Regions from separate parts of the Mus musculus genome. Here regions 1, 2 and 4 are each linked to region 3. The links are chromatin contacts, called in public Hi-C, HiChIP or PLAC-seq and promoter capture Hi-C maps. All regions are on one chromosome and are shown on one strand. The core of a region is the stretch at or near the end of the contact, and the rest is flanking DNA. Distances in the headings are between cores, read along the strand shown.

Region 1 (3,395 bases), core at 334-2,833, 560 kb before region 3:
GAATCTCAGTCCATTATCATCAAGGTGGGAGAATGGCAGAGTCCAGGCAGGCATGGAGCAGGCAGAGCTTAGAGTTCTACATCTTCAACTGAAGGCTGCTAGCAGAATACTGACTTCAAGGAAGCTAGGATGAGGGCCTTCAAGCTTATGCACACGATGACACATCTACTCCAACAACACCACACCTACTCTGACAAGGCCACATCTCCAAATAGTGCCACTCCCTGGGTGAAGCATATCCATACCATGACACTGGGGTGGGACTGTGTTGAATATGTACAAGGAGCTAGATAGAGCACAGTTTGCCTGGAGCAGCTGAGGGTGGTGAGAACAGGGCTTTGTGGATCACAGAAGAATTTGTGCTATGTCAGGTCCTCTCCCAAATTCTGTTTTATAATAGATTTAATATTTTAAAAATGTTTGTTTGTGTGTATGTGTGTGTGTGCGTTCGTGTGTGTGTGTGTGTGTGTGTGTGTGTGTGTGTGTGTGTGTGCATGTATGGCATCTGTATGTGGGTACCCACAGAGGCCAGAAGACGGTGTTGGATCCCTGTAGCTGGAGTTTCAGGTCACCGTTAGCTGCCTGATGTGGGTGCTGAGAACCAAAAGATTTTTCTTAAAAAGCATGAAGCTCTCTTAACCTCTGAGCTCCCTCTCCCAGATTCTTATGTACAAGTCCCAACAGCCAATATGATAGTTTTTAGAAACTATCCTTAGGAAAGTAATAAGGTTAAATGAAGCTATAGGGTGGCATTATAAGTTTATAGAACTGGTATCTAAGAAGAAAATTGGATACCAACAGCATGATTATTCTCTTTCAGTGTCTGCAAAGAGGAAATACCATGTGAGGACATAGTGAGGTGACTTCTGGTTATATTTCAGCAATGAAGCTACTTTGAACTTGCTTCTGGAATCATGATCTAATGGATGCCTATGTGTTAAGCCTTCAGTCGAGACCATTATCTTTTAACAATCCCCAAAGACAATGCAATATGCACATGAGGACTTCAAGATGGGTTTTAAGAGAGACTGGAAAACATCTTTGAAGGATACCTTGATTTTGGGTTTAAAATATGGATCGATGTTGAAAGCTAAGCAATTCTAGGTTATTATTATAGTGCAGACAAAGCGTGAGGTAAGGAGACAATGGTAGAGTGATGAGAAGTCTCTAGGTCCTGAATGTTTTATGCTGCAGATCTGACACAGTGTGCCTGGGGAGGAGGCATATGGTGTGACAAGAGGAAAAAAGGTTTCTGGCTGCTCACCTGGAAAACTGGGGTTGCCATTCACAAAGATGGGTGAAGTTGGAGAGAGAAGGACTGGAGAGGATAATCATAAATTCGGGTTTGGATTTTTGAAACTTAATCTGCCAGAATATATCCAGAAGATGTTTGAGAATGCAAGAGGAGCCCTGAGTTCAGTAAGGATGGACAGAAAAATGTGGAACTCATTGGCATGTCAATAGCAATTGTACAGGATGATGAAATGTCCATGGACTAAAAAGCTGCCTATCTGTAAGCGCATGAATAAATCTATTGAAGTCTTTGCATCTCTTCAACAGCCAGTTTCTTTACAGCACTCCCACGTACAGTCTTTTTCCTCTTTGTGCTTTACTAATAATACACTTTGTCATTTTAAATTGAGAGAGGAGACACCATCTGTCCACATTTGCATATATTTTACTCTTTCCATAGAATATTACAGGGCTACCCCGTTTGCCAAATCTATTGATAGATTTGTTTATCAGATATCCTACACTTCACTATGTGTTGGGTACTGTGTTAACAATCAGGAAAACAATAGAAAAGATGTATTTCCCCATTTCAGAGGGCCATGGATAGTGATAGAGACACATACATGTAAATGGAGTCATAGCATCCCAGCAGAAAAGGCCTAATCCACCATGCTTGAGCCATCAAACTCTTTAGGGAGCAAATGCCATCTCATTCTAAGAGGTGAGATGATGTCAGATGAGATGTGCAGAAACAGTGGAGATCCAACACTGAGTGAAAGAGCATCTTGATCTGTAAATGGATCATAGAACAGGATGGTTAATTGGTTAACAGGGAACAAAGGATTCACAAAGGCACAATGCTGGGACCAAGACGAGGGCCTTGGTATACATAGGTCTTCAAAGTCATCATAAAGGAGCAAGAGTGAATTTTTATTTTGATGAAGTGAACCATTCAAGGGAATAACTAATGATCTTGTTAGAAGGTATATTTGTAAGTTAGTGTCACAAGCTGTTTTGGTTTGAATGCAAATGGCCTTCATAGGCCCACAGGGAGTAGTGCTATTAGGAGGTCTGACTTTGTTGGAGTAGGTGTGTTCTTGTTAGAGGAAGTGTGTCACTGGGATTGGGCTTTGAGGTTTCAGATGATCAAGCCAGGCCCAGGGTCATTCTCTCTTCCAGCTGCTTGCAGGTCCAGATGTACAATTTTCAGTTCCTTCTCTAGCACCAGGTCAATCTGCATGCAGCCATGCTTTCTGACATGATGACAGTGGACTAAACCTCTGGACATTGAGCCAGACACAATTAAATGCATATATATATATATGTGTGTGTGTATATATATATATATATATATATATATATATATATATATATATATTCCTATATATCAGTAGGATTAGCATAGTAATCCTACCATCTTACCAAAAGCAGTCTACAGATTTAACACAATTCCCATCAAAATTCCAACACTATTCTTTATAGACCCTGAAAGAACAATGCTTAGCTTCATGTGAAAAAACAGAAAACCCAGGATAGCTAAAACAATACTATAAAATAAGAGGACTTCTGGAGGTATATCCATCTCTGGTTTCAAGCTGCACTACAGATCAATTTTAATAAAACCCACATGGTACTGGTATAGAAACAGATAGGTTGATCGATGAAATCTAATTGAAGACTCAGAAATAAACCTACTCGCCTATGGACACTTGATTTTTGACAAAGAAGTGAAAAATCATACAATAGTGAAAAGGTAGCATATTCAACAAATGTTGCTCTAACTGGATGTCTGCATGCAGAGGAAAGCAAATAGATCCATATTTATCACCCCACACAAAACTACTAAAAACAAGGGCAACATGAAATTCACAGGCAAATGGATGGTTCCATTCAATATCATCCTGAGTGATATAACCCAGCCCCGGAAAGACATGCATGATATATTCTCACTTATAAGTGGATATTACCTATAAACTACAGAATAACCATGCTACAGTCCACAAACCCAAATAAACTAAGTAACAAGGAGGCCCTAAGGGAAGATATTTGAATTTCACTTAGAAGGGGAAATAAAAGAGCCTTCAGAGGTGGATGCAGAGTTGGGAACTAGGTAGGAGAGGGGGTGGTGATGGGAACTGGGGTAGGAATAAGGTATGGGAGAG
Region 2 (3,044 bases), core at 62-2,561, 830 kb before region 3:
GCAAGCACAAGGACCTGACTGGAAGACCCTTGTACCCATATAAAAAAAGCTGGGGGCATGAGACAGGCAGATTTCAAGGGCTCTTTACCCAATCAACTTAGGCAAAATAGTGAGCACCAGTGAGGGGACGGCCCTGCATCAAGAGAACAAGGACACAGCAATGGAAGAAGGCTCCCTATACCCTGCAATGGCTTCTACACACGCACGTGTGCGTGCACACACCACACACACACACACACCACACACACACACACACACACACACACACACACACACACACACACCACACACACACACAGAGGAACATGTGAATCAACATAGGACTGTGAATGCACCAAACAGTTTATGATACTACATGCTACATATTCCGTATTACACAGTACACATTACACACACACACCAAAAACAAAGAAAGAAGCAAACAAATAAAAGCCCTATCTTCCAATATGCAGTAGCAGCTTCCCCCTTCCTCCTCGAAAATAGGAGTCAGAGTTTACAGTCTCCTGCCTCCACAATCACTACCTTGGGAGTCTCAGCAAGTCAATGGCCACTGTCTACATCAAAGGCTCCTAGGTACTTATGAGCATGCTCTGCATGAAATCTCACTTAATCTCAAAACCCTTTAAGGAATTGTTTCCATCTCTACCTTATACAAAAGGAAACAATTTATAGGAACTCACTAAACTTCTCACAATGCCATATTCCGCATTCACAAAAATAAGCCCCAACTCCGTTCCTCTCATCCAATGGCCAAGGATGTTCAAGTCTCCCTCTGATACCTGACCACTGTTCTCAGCTCCCTGAACTTCCTATTCATCTCCTTCAGTGCCTTTTACACCTACCTGGCTTGCCTACGGGACACCTTGAATGCAGTAAACGAATATATATGAAATCCATCGTGGAATCTGCAATGGATAAGATTGTCAAAAGCAGACACAACTGGTGGACAAATTGCCCTGGAGTCAGAAAACCTAGGGTTCAAACTCTCACCCTGAATCCTTTTCATCTACACAAATGGAGTGACAGCCCCCATCCCAGCATGGCTTTCCTGGGTGAAAGGTGACAAGGGAGACAAACTTGCCTGACTAAGTACCCGGCAGTGTGTCTGCAAAGAGCACATAGTAGACACATTTACTACTATTATCAACAACACAATTCTATTCATCTATCAAATGCAGGAATCTTTCCACAATACCCACAACAGATGGCTATCCAGGCTCTGCTAGAACATTTCCAAAGATAGAGAGCTCGCTCGCTCTCCCCATCTCCCCAGGCAGCCGGTTCTATTATTGGACAGCTCTCTCTGGCACGAAGTCTTTCCTACATCAGCCAAAGCCTGCCTCCCTGAATCCCACTGGCCTCTGAGCTGTCCTGTGGCGAAGCACAGCACAGCTCCAGTCTTTCCACACATTGGTCACCATTCTGAGGGAAAAAAAAAAGCAATTATGTATGTCCTCGCTACATCCTCTCTTTTTTCAGTCATTCACACTAACACATTCCACCTCCCATGGTGTGATTTCTATATTACCCATGATGCTCACTAAGTCCTCAATGTGCAGTACCTACAGGGGACACGGCAGTCCAGTACCTGATCTAAATGAACACTGTACTTTCATTAATGCATTTGATAATCGTACTGTGATAGAGTAGCCATACAAATGTCACAGCTGTGTAGCCTAGGGCTCAGAGGGAGGGGGACCTGTAAGTGTCTCTCGTATTAAGGGAGATCAAGCTATGTCTTCTCCTTGCCTAACTTATCTCTGTGCAAACCACCTGATTTATTCCATCAGCTTTTACCTCACTCAACTAACAACTTTCTGAATCATTTTTCTGCCATTTCTATGACTCTGCTCTTCAAACTATTGATTGTGATTTTCCATAAATGTGTTCCAATTTCATCATCAAAATCGGCGTTAAAGCAACTGCAGCGACTCATTGCCATTCACGTTCAAGAATGATTATGCAGAGAGGTTTTATTAAAGTCGCAGGATAAAAAAAAGTACATAAATGTTTAAGTGGGGACATAAGTGAAAATGACAATAGAGCAAGATGAGTGTGAGGGGCATAGTGGCACTTCAGCCAGCTGCCAGGAGGCCCTCTCAACCAGGCTCCCTCAGGATTGCTTTGAAAGGGCCCCCAACCAGTAGAATTAGCACCTCTATGAGGGGCAACCCAAGGGGTTATAAAGATCCTCCAGTGATTCCAAAGCCAAATTAGTTAGTCCAGTGCTTCCCAACTTATTTTCTGCCTCTCTGTATGCATCTGTGGTCTGGGTCTGTGTCTGTCTCTGTCTGTCTCTGCAGGTGTGTACGTGTGTCTAGGTGTCTCTTGTGTCTCTGTGTCTCTTTTCCTCCTCCCCTCGCCCCTCCCTGCTTGGGCTTTTAACCCTCACATTCTGTTCTGATCCTGCTGAGATTGTTTGTGTCTACCCCATTTCCCAGGTGACACTGGATCACAGGCTGAATAGCCAAGGCCTAAGAAATAGGACCAGATTCCCCCTAAGTTTCTCTCTGAAGCCTTGACTTCTTATAGATAACTGACTCTTTGCCCCACTTCACGGAAATAAGTAGAAAGATAAATACAATGCTTTCTGGCCTATGATGAGATACTCAGAGAGGCTTACACATGGATGCAGGGAAGAAAGGCTTCACAGGTTAGGATTATCTGAGTCATGGACAGATATGGGAGACAAGTGCATAGCCTGAGCATCCAGAAATGATGGGGGTGGGGACAAAATAAAACCAGTACTTTCTGGAAGGCATTCTCCTTCTCTGTAGATACCACTACACAGCTAAAGTAGAGTCCCTATGCAGCAGAAAGCCTCCCTCTCTGTGTTGACTAGCATTGTGGCTGGCGTTTCATATACGTAAGCCACATCTCCAGGGCCCAGAATTCAGCCTCTCCCAGAGCAGGATCAAATTCAACCATGAATTTAAACCTTAAGACTTAGCAGGGTATAGACCACCACAGATCTGGCTGTATGCTGCTAGGATCGTTAAGAACTACATTTTTAAAGCATCAATTTCTTTTCCATTCCATGGCTT
Region 3 (3,019 bases), core at 23-2,522:
ACCACACACACACACACACACACACACACACACACTCCTCCGTTGACTCCCACCACCTTGGTGGGTGGTCACCATCCTCTTAATTTTAAATTCCAGAACGCAACCGCCCCCCCCTCCGCCCCCGCCCCAGTACTATTATTTGGGAACAGCCCCCGTACCTGGGCTCGATTCCCACCTCATCACCGGTGGAAGCTGAGAGCCCGACATAATTATTTTCCTACAAGGTTATGCCTAATTGACCACTAACCTAATTGATTAATCATTTCATTTTTCAAAGCAGCATCCAAGAGTCAATCTAGCGAGGAGATAGAGAAACATGTACGCAATGGTCCAAGGGATACAGACCTAGGGAAAGACCCCAGGCCAGCTAAAACCTAAGAGGCTAGAAATGAAAACGCGACAGAAGCAGAGAATTGCGCACGGCCACAGGAGGATCAAACCAGGAGCCTCAAAGCGGCCAGGGTCCAGCAGGCTCCAACACGGATGAAGTTGTTTTCCCCCGGGGACCAAAGGGTTAAAACGACGCCGCTCCAACCCAGTCTCCTCTATGCTGGAGGGGAGCAGAATCCACCTGTCCCCTTCTTAGGCAAACCCCGCTGGTTGTCCTGAGGGTCGCCCTAGCTCTCTGGCCACAACTTGCCCCTCTGTGCGCGGCCCTTGCCTGCGCCTTTGCGCGCTACCCAAAACTTTGCGCACACTGCGGCCGCCGCCTGGCCGTTCAGCGCGGCGAAACGCGCCACCAAGTCCAAGAGCTGCGGACAGCCCTTCTGCAGCCACCACCGCTTGGCTTTGGGCTTCAGACTTTTCTTTCCTCCGCCTCCAGTCCCCATGCAGGGGCTCCCTCGTGGCTGCGGGAACGCGACTCTCGGCCCGCAGTGGGCATTGCGGCCGCGGCGCTGCAGACCACCACCCTGCAGGGTCCATGAGGCGCCCACCCGACGGCTGGACGACTGAAGCCATCCTTGCCCTGGCGCGCCCACCCTAGCTTTCCACGCCGCGGCCGCCAGGCGCAACACCCTCTCCTACCTTCCAGCCGCTGAAGACCACACTCTGCTCAGCCCTCTCGACACATCATCCTCTGGCTGCAGAACAGGGCGACCGGACTCTGCTTTTGTTCCCTGGGGCGGGGAGGTCCGTGCGGGGCCAGGGAGCGGGAGATGCAACGGAGCTGGGTATCTGGAAGAAGGGAGGCTCACTCCCGGCAGCTCTAGTGGCGGCAGTAGTGGCGGCAGCAAAGGCAGCGGTGGCAGCAGCAGCAGCAGTAGAGATAGTGCCGGCTCTCTGCAGGCCACATCTTTCATACCTTATACATCACTACCGCATTCCCCCGAATAGGAGAGCCCATCAGCATTTCGCCACCTAACTAAGGATACGAGCGCCGGCAAGAGTGGCTTGGCTGCACCTGGCCACAGTGTGGGCTCTGCTCAGGAAAGGACCCTCAGCACCCAATTGCCACTCCCTCCTAAATCACCACAGCATCGTCTATAACCATCACTGGTCTCCCCGCAGCGCTCTCCTTAGGCTCTCTGCTCCCTAGAATGTCTGAGCTTTAGGGCAAGCAACAGAGGTTTATTATGGAAACTCATTTCCAACTGCCACTTCCCAGGGAAGGTCTTTGCACGGGAGGTTACTGCTACAGAGGCACCCTCCTGATTGCACGTGGTTTCTAGATGCCGCCTTGGGAGCAGGCTTGTGGGCACTGAGAGAGGCAGCCCGCACCAGAGGATTGGGTCCCTGTTGCTTCATCAATAAAATGGGAATCAGATGAGCTTTTCTGTGAGGTTGTGGTGAGAATATAATGAGATAAACAGAGTGGAACTCCCTAAACAAAGCTTAATTTCTTCCTTCTTCCAATGCAAGCCTGCCTTCCCTCAACAACTGTCAGCAACAACCCAGTAAATATTTGCCGTGAGCGTACCTCGGTTCTATGCCAATCCCTATTTTATAGAGTAGAGTACAGCTTGGCTTGGACTTTTCTCTCCAGTGAAGACACAGAAAATAAGTAAATCAAGAAGAGTTGTTGAGTGGTATTGATCACCAAGATTGAAATAGATGGTGGCATGCAATGTGAAGTGACTGGAGATGCTACTTAGCTTGCTTTTGTCAACTTGACACGAAACTTGAGTCACCTGGGAAGAGAGACCCTCAGACTGAGATGTTGCTTCCATTATATGGGCCTGTGGGCGTGTCTTCCGGCCACATTCTTGATTGAGGGTTAATGTGGGAGAGGCCAGCCTTCTGTGAGTGGAGCTACTTCTGGGCAGGTGTCTTGGGTTGTCTAAGAAGTAAGCTGAACAAGCCATGGAGAGCAAGCAGGTAAGCAGAGTCCCTTTATGGTCTGTGCTTCCATTCCTACTCCAGGTCCCTGCTCTGACTTCCCTCAATGATGGACTGAAACCTATAAGATGAAGTAACACCACTAAGTTGGCTTTGGTCAGTGTTTTATCACAATAACAACAACCGGAACACCTAGGGAACTGGAACAAGTAGGAACCTGCTTAGGTCATAACTGCTAACCCAAGTTCTACGTCAGTAGGACCTCATCTCCTCATCTCCAGGGCAGAAGAAACAGCCAGAGCAAATGTCCCATGCAGGAATGAGTTGAGGGCATCTAAGATGGAGGAGGGTACACCTGTAGCTGGAAGCAGCAAGGGTAATGACCCAGTGGTATGATATAGAGTGGGTGGTTCCATCTGACAGGGAGGTTCACCTCCACAGAGGTCAGTAAGTAGATTTGGCACTGGAGTTAGGGATGTGAGTGGTGTAGCATTCCCTGTGGGGTTGATTTGTAAAAGTTCACTCTGGCCGGGCGTGGTGGCACACGCCTTTAATCCCAGCACTCCGGAGGCAGAGGCAGGCAGATTTCTGAGTTCAAGGCCAGCCTGGTTTACAAAGTGAGTTCCAGGACAGCCAGAGCTATAGAGAGAAACCCTGTCTCGAAAAACCAAAAAAAAAAAAAAAAAGTTCACTCTGGCTGCTATGGAGATAGTGGATTGGAGAGAACTTGGGCAAATGCCAT
Region 4 (3,271 bases), core at 324-2,823, 880 kb before region 3:
TAGCTACATGGACACTTTAATAAACAAAAGAGGAAACCTCCCTGCCTGTGTAGAACCCCACTCCGTGATGGAATACAGCTAGCCAATGAAATACATAGTGAGGGAAAACTCTGCTGCTCCCTGCGCACGGAGGGTGGGGGGAGGGGATGGGCGCTGCTTCTGACCTGCTTCTGTCCCCTTCCCCATCTGACAATGGTCATATTTTCCAATCACGAGCTTCACAGTGGCACTGCAATTTCCTTATGCAGATCCCTGGTATTAGATGCTCTTGCTATTTCAGCCTTGAAGAGAATGTGATTATAAAATCATCTGCCCCATTTTGTGGAAAGGGAATCTTAGGGGCACAGGTGTCATGTATTTTAAACAAGACTGAGCTCTTAGAGGAAGGACAGGATGGAGGCCAGATCCTGGAAGGAGATCTACAGACATCCCCATCCCTTAACCCTTTCTTTCTGGGCATTCATTCTCACTGGATGAAAGAAAGCTCAGCTTCAGTTTGTCATTTCTCTGACATTTTGAGGCCCCAGACTTAGCATGCCTTCTGACCAGCCACTTGGCGCCTATAGAACCAACTCGGCTGTCACTATCAACAAGCCACCTTGGTAACAGAAAGTTAACTGCTAACCTATGTGTATTTCCTCTTTCAGCTGCCAAGTTTTTCCTCTAGCTCCATTGGCTTCTCCAGAACAACCATCAGAAGAACATGACACTCATGCATTAATTTCATTTTAGATAAAATAAAATAGATCGGGAAGACAGGAGAGTGGCCAGAGTTCATGCAAACAGTTATTGGCAGAGCTGGTGGAAGGGTACCGGAGGGAACCAGTGGGCTTCCCTCTCCTTGTGAGCCATTCCCAAGGCCTCTAGGGACCACATAAGTGCTCCAAAGAGCTCATCCTCTGCCTCATACGCCTTCTAGTCTCCTGTGAGTCAGCACAGCCGATACAGTTCTAATTTTCATGCACCTCAGTGGTGCAGGATGTACGTTCTTGTATGACAGCCTGTAAAATCTATTTATGGAGCTAATTGTCAGTTTTCATGACTGACAGGCACACAGTGCTTTGACTACTCAAGCTAATGTGCCTGAATCTGACATTTTAAATAGAACACTCTCTGTCCCCACTCCTTGTTCCTTTAGGAAGTAATTTGAGATAGCAGGTATTTTTATAATCATATATCTTTAATTATATCTACACAATTGTCAGAGATTAATGATTTCCTCAATCTGGCTCCTCTTACAGGAGAATTCGGAACTCATGAGACACGAGAAAGGAAAAAAAAAAAAAAAGAAAGAAAAGAAACCCAAGATGGATGTTGTCAGTTAACAAAGACGTTCCTGAGCACGGTGGCTTGACTTTAGTCAAGTTTGAGTTCTCACTGTAGATTAATTTCATACGACATTTCTATGAATTATTGAGAGTGCAGCACTCATGTGGATGGTAAACAACTGGATCTATACATGTAAACCAATAAGAAAGCATGTGACAGCCAGTAAGCGAGCTGCGGTGTAACTAGTCCCCAGTCTCCAGAGAAATCAGTAGCAATAGGTCCCACATGGTATGTGTACACTTTGACCCCCACAAAGCAAATGTTACCTTCTTATGTAAACAGACTCAATTCAGGAGCACAGGGGTCAGAGAAGACTTCAGGAAGAATTCCATCCAGCTGTGTTGCTTGGTGCCCCAATTCCCACAGCAGTAAAACTCATTGAAAGAAAGCTATCAAGGGGCCAAGTCTAAGGCAGCCCAGAGGCACTCGCTAGAACAGAGGTCCTGGACTGAGGGTCTCCCAATAAATACAGAGGGAATAAAAATGCAGGATTAAAACATTGCAAGCAATTGAAGGAAGCCTTGAACTGGTGCCGGCATGCTGCCACAGGGGGAGGTGGCAAGGATCTGAGCTCTTCAATAACCAGGCACATGTTGTGGTTAAACTATTTTCTCTTTCATCCCCAGTGAGATGGGATTCCTATTTTCCCTTGTGTGCATCACATGGTATCTGGCTTTGTTTCCTGTGGCTGCCTCACCTCCACAGCTTTGCTTCCAGAACTCCATGTTCCAATATTCCTAATTTCCTCCTATCTCCATGAAATACCTAATTCCTAAACACTCAATGCCTGTGGCTTCTCAGGAGGCATGGGATGCGCCTTCCCTTTGTTCCCATCTGTTGGGTTAAAGACTACCATTGTCTAGAAGGCTCTCTTGAGCTCCTTGCAAAATGGGGAACTCCCTTTACCAGCAGGGCTTCTCCTCTGGTCTTTTCTGGGGAGCCTTAAACCCCCATCCTCTACCTGTGGAACATCGAAGAGCCCTGGTGAGATTACAGGTTCAACTTCCCTTCTCCTGATAAGAACCTGTCCAAAAAGCACCTGTAATTTCTGGCATGTCTCTCCATGCAAATGAGGTTCCCTAAGCTGTAACCAATGATGCTGCTATGTGTCCACCCTACCCGATTCCCCAAAAGCTATATAGCCCTTGATTCACCCTAATTAAAGTTGAGCTGCTCCTCTCTGAAGCTGATCCTGGTAGTCGTTTCCATGGGAAGTCCCATTCTTCCAAATCTATCCCTTTGTCCATCCTTGTTGGCAGGTGACCAAGAGCCCTGAGGGAGAAGAGAGGGCCACACCCATTGATTTGTATAAGTAGTACCCACATCATTCCCTTGGGAAATCTTCTCTGATCACCCAGCTGCATCTGTCAATTACCCTTACAAAGTTGCTTATCACAAGGGATTATAATGGTTGTGTTGCCTGTGCCCATGCCCAGTGTGTTAGGAAAGTGACATATTTTATATCTGCAGGACCATGGGCATGTAATATGAACCATACTTTGTGAATTGTAATAGAAGAAGCCACCATTAAGTGAATGGCCCTTTACCAGGATGCCTAGGGGCATTCTGTTAACTGCCAACCTCCATAAGAGCACAAAATACACACAGTCTATAATAATATACGGCTCAACTGTCCAGTAACCCAATCTGGGGTCAATGAAAGACATTATTAGCCCTTTAAACAGTGTATAGGCTAAATAATAGCCCTAGAAAGATATTGAAAATCCACATTGGAAAAAGAAAAAGAAACTGTCTTTACAGCTGCAATTAAAATATGAATCTTGGGATCATTCTCTCCTCTTCAGGTAGCCTGAGATCCAATGTCAAGTATACCCTGAGAGACCCAGAGGGGAAGACTAACTAAAGACAGACGTCAAAGCTAAGGACTGGCAGTGGTCACCATAGTCTGAAGAAGGCAAGGACAGATTCTACGGAGCTGCCA

The links. Promoter capture Hi-C pulls out the DNA fragments that hold promoters and counts their contacts. A called contact is a pair of places that touch in the nucleus more often than the background predicts. HiChIP or PLAC-seq counts read pairs in DNA pulled down with a chosen protein or histone mark.
Region 1: a contact with region 3 is called in a Hi-C map of cortical neurons, with 2.2 times the contacts expected there. The contact joins the enhancer-like site here to the promoter of Dab1 in region 3. A contact is called at or near these places in 8 of 39 promoter capture datasets (the 3T3-L1 cell line, cranial neural crest, embryonic stem cells and 4 more) and 1 of 484 Hi-C or Micro-C datasets (cortical neurons).
Region 2: an H3K4me3 HiChIP or PLAC-seq map of forebrain shows a contact between it and region 3, with 5 times the contacts expected there. The contact joins the enhancer-like site here to the promoter of Dab1 in region 3. A contact is called at or near these places in 4 of 39 promoter capture datasets (hippocampal neurons, liver, pre-B cells and 1 more), 1 of 484 Hi-C or Micro-C datasets (cerebral cortex) and 2 of 115 datasets of contacts at active chromatin or transcription factors (VIP interneurons and forebrain).
Region 4: a contact with region 3 is called in a promoter capture Hi-C map of second pharyngeal arch cranial neural crest, with 4 times the contacts expected there. The contact joins the enhancer-like site here to the promoter of Dab1 in region 3. A contact is called at or near these places in 7 of 39 promoter capture datasets (the C10 cell line, cranial neural crest, embryonic stem cells and 4 more) and 1 of 115 datasets of contacts at active chromatin or transcription factors (embryonic stem cells).

The regions. Positions count from the first base shown.
Region 1 is chr4:104,176,474-104,179,868 of GRCm38.p6, reverse strand. All of the region lies in intron 3 of Dab1 (disabled 1), which reads right to left. Among named protein-coding and RNA genes, the nearest start is that of Gm36661, 150 kb to the right of the region's middle. Within about 2 kb of position 1,583, at least 4 of the 459 cell types and tissues checked have an H3K27ac peak or open chromatin away from gene starts, as enhancers often do. A contact at or near this core is called in cortical neurons, where this site is marked.
Region 2 is chr4:104,451,013-104,454,056 of GRCm38.p6, reverse strand. The region is part of intron 4 of Dab1 (disabled 1); the gene reads right to left. Among named protein-coding and RNA genes, the nearest start is that of C8b, 310 kb to the left of the region's middle. Within about 2 kb of position 1,311, at least 31 of the 459 cell types and tissues checked have an H3K27ac peak or open chromatin away from gene starts, as enhancers often do. A contact at or near this core is called in VIP interneurons, cerebral cortex and forebrain, where this site is marked.
Region 3 is chr4:103,617,753-103,620,771 of GRCm38.p6, reverse strand. It overlaps Dab1 (disabled 1), which reads right to left and starts at 1,272. Exons shown (of 18, transcript NM_001369047.1): 1 at 1,027-1,272. Gm36604 (a long non-coding RNA gene) reads left to right here and starts at 1,718. Exons shown (of 3, transcript XR_376479.3): 1 at 1,718-2,316.
Region 4 is chr4:104,499,168-104,502,438 of GRCm38.p6, reverse strand. All of the region lies in intron 5 of Dab1 (disabled 1), which reads right to left. Among named protein-coding and RNA genes, the nearest start is that of C8b, 270 kb to the left of the region's middle. Within about 2 kb of position 1,573, at least 15 of the 459 cell types and tissues checked have an H3K27ac peak or open chromatin away from gene starts, as enhancers often do. A contact at or near this core is called in second pharyngeal arch cranial neural crest, where this site is marked.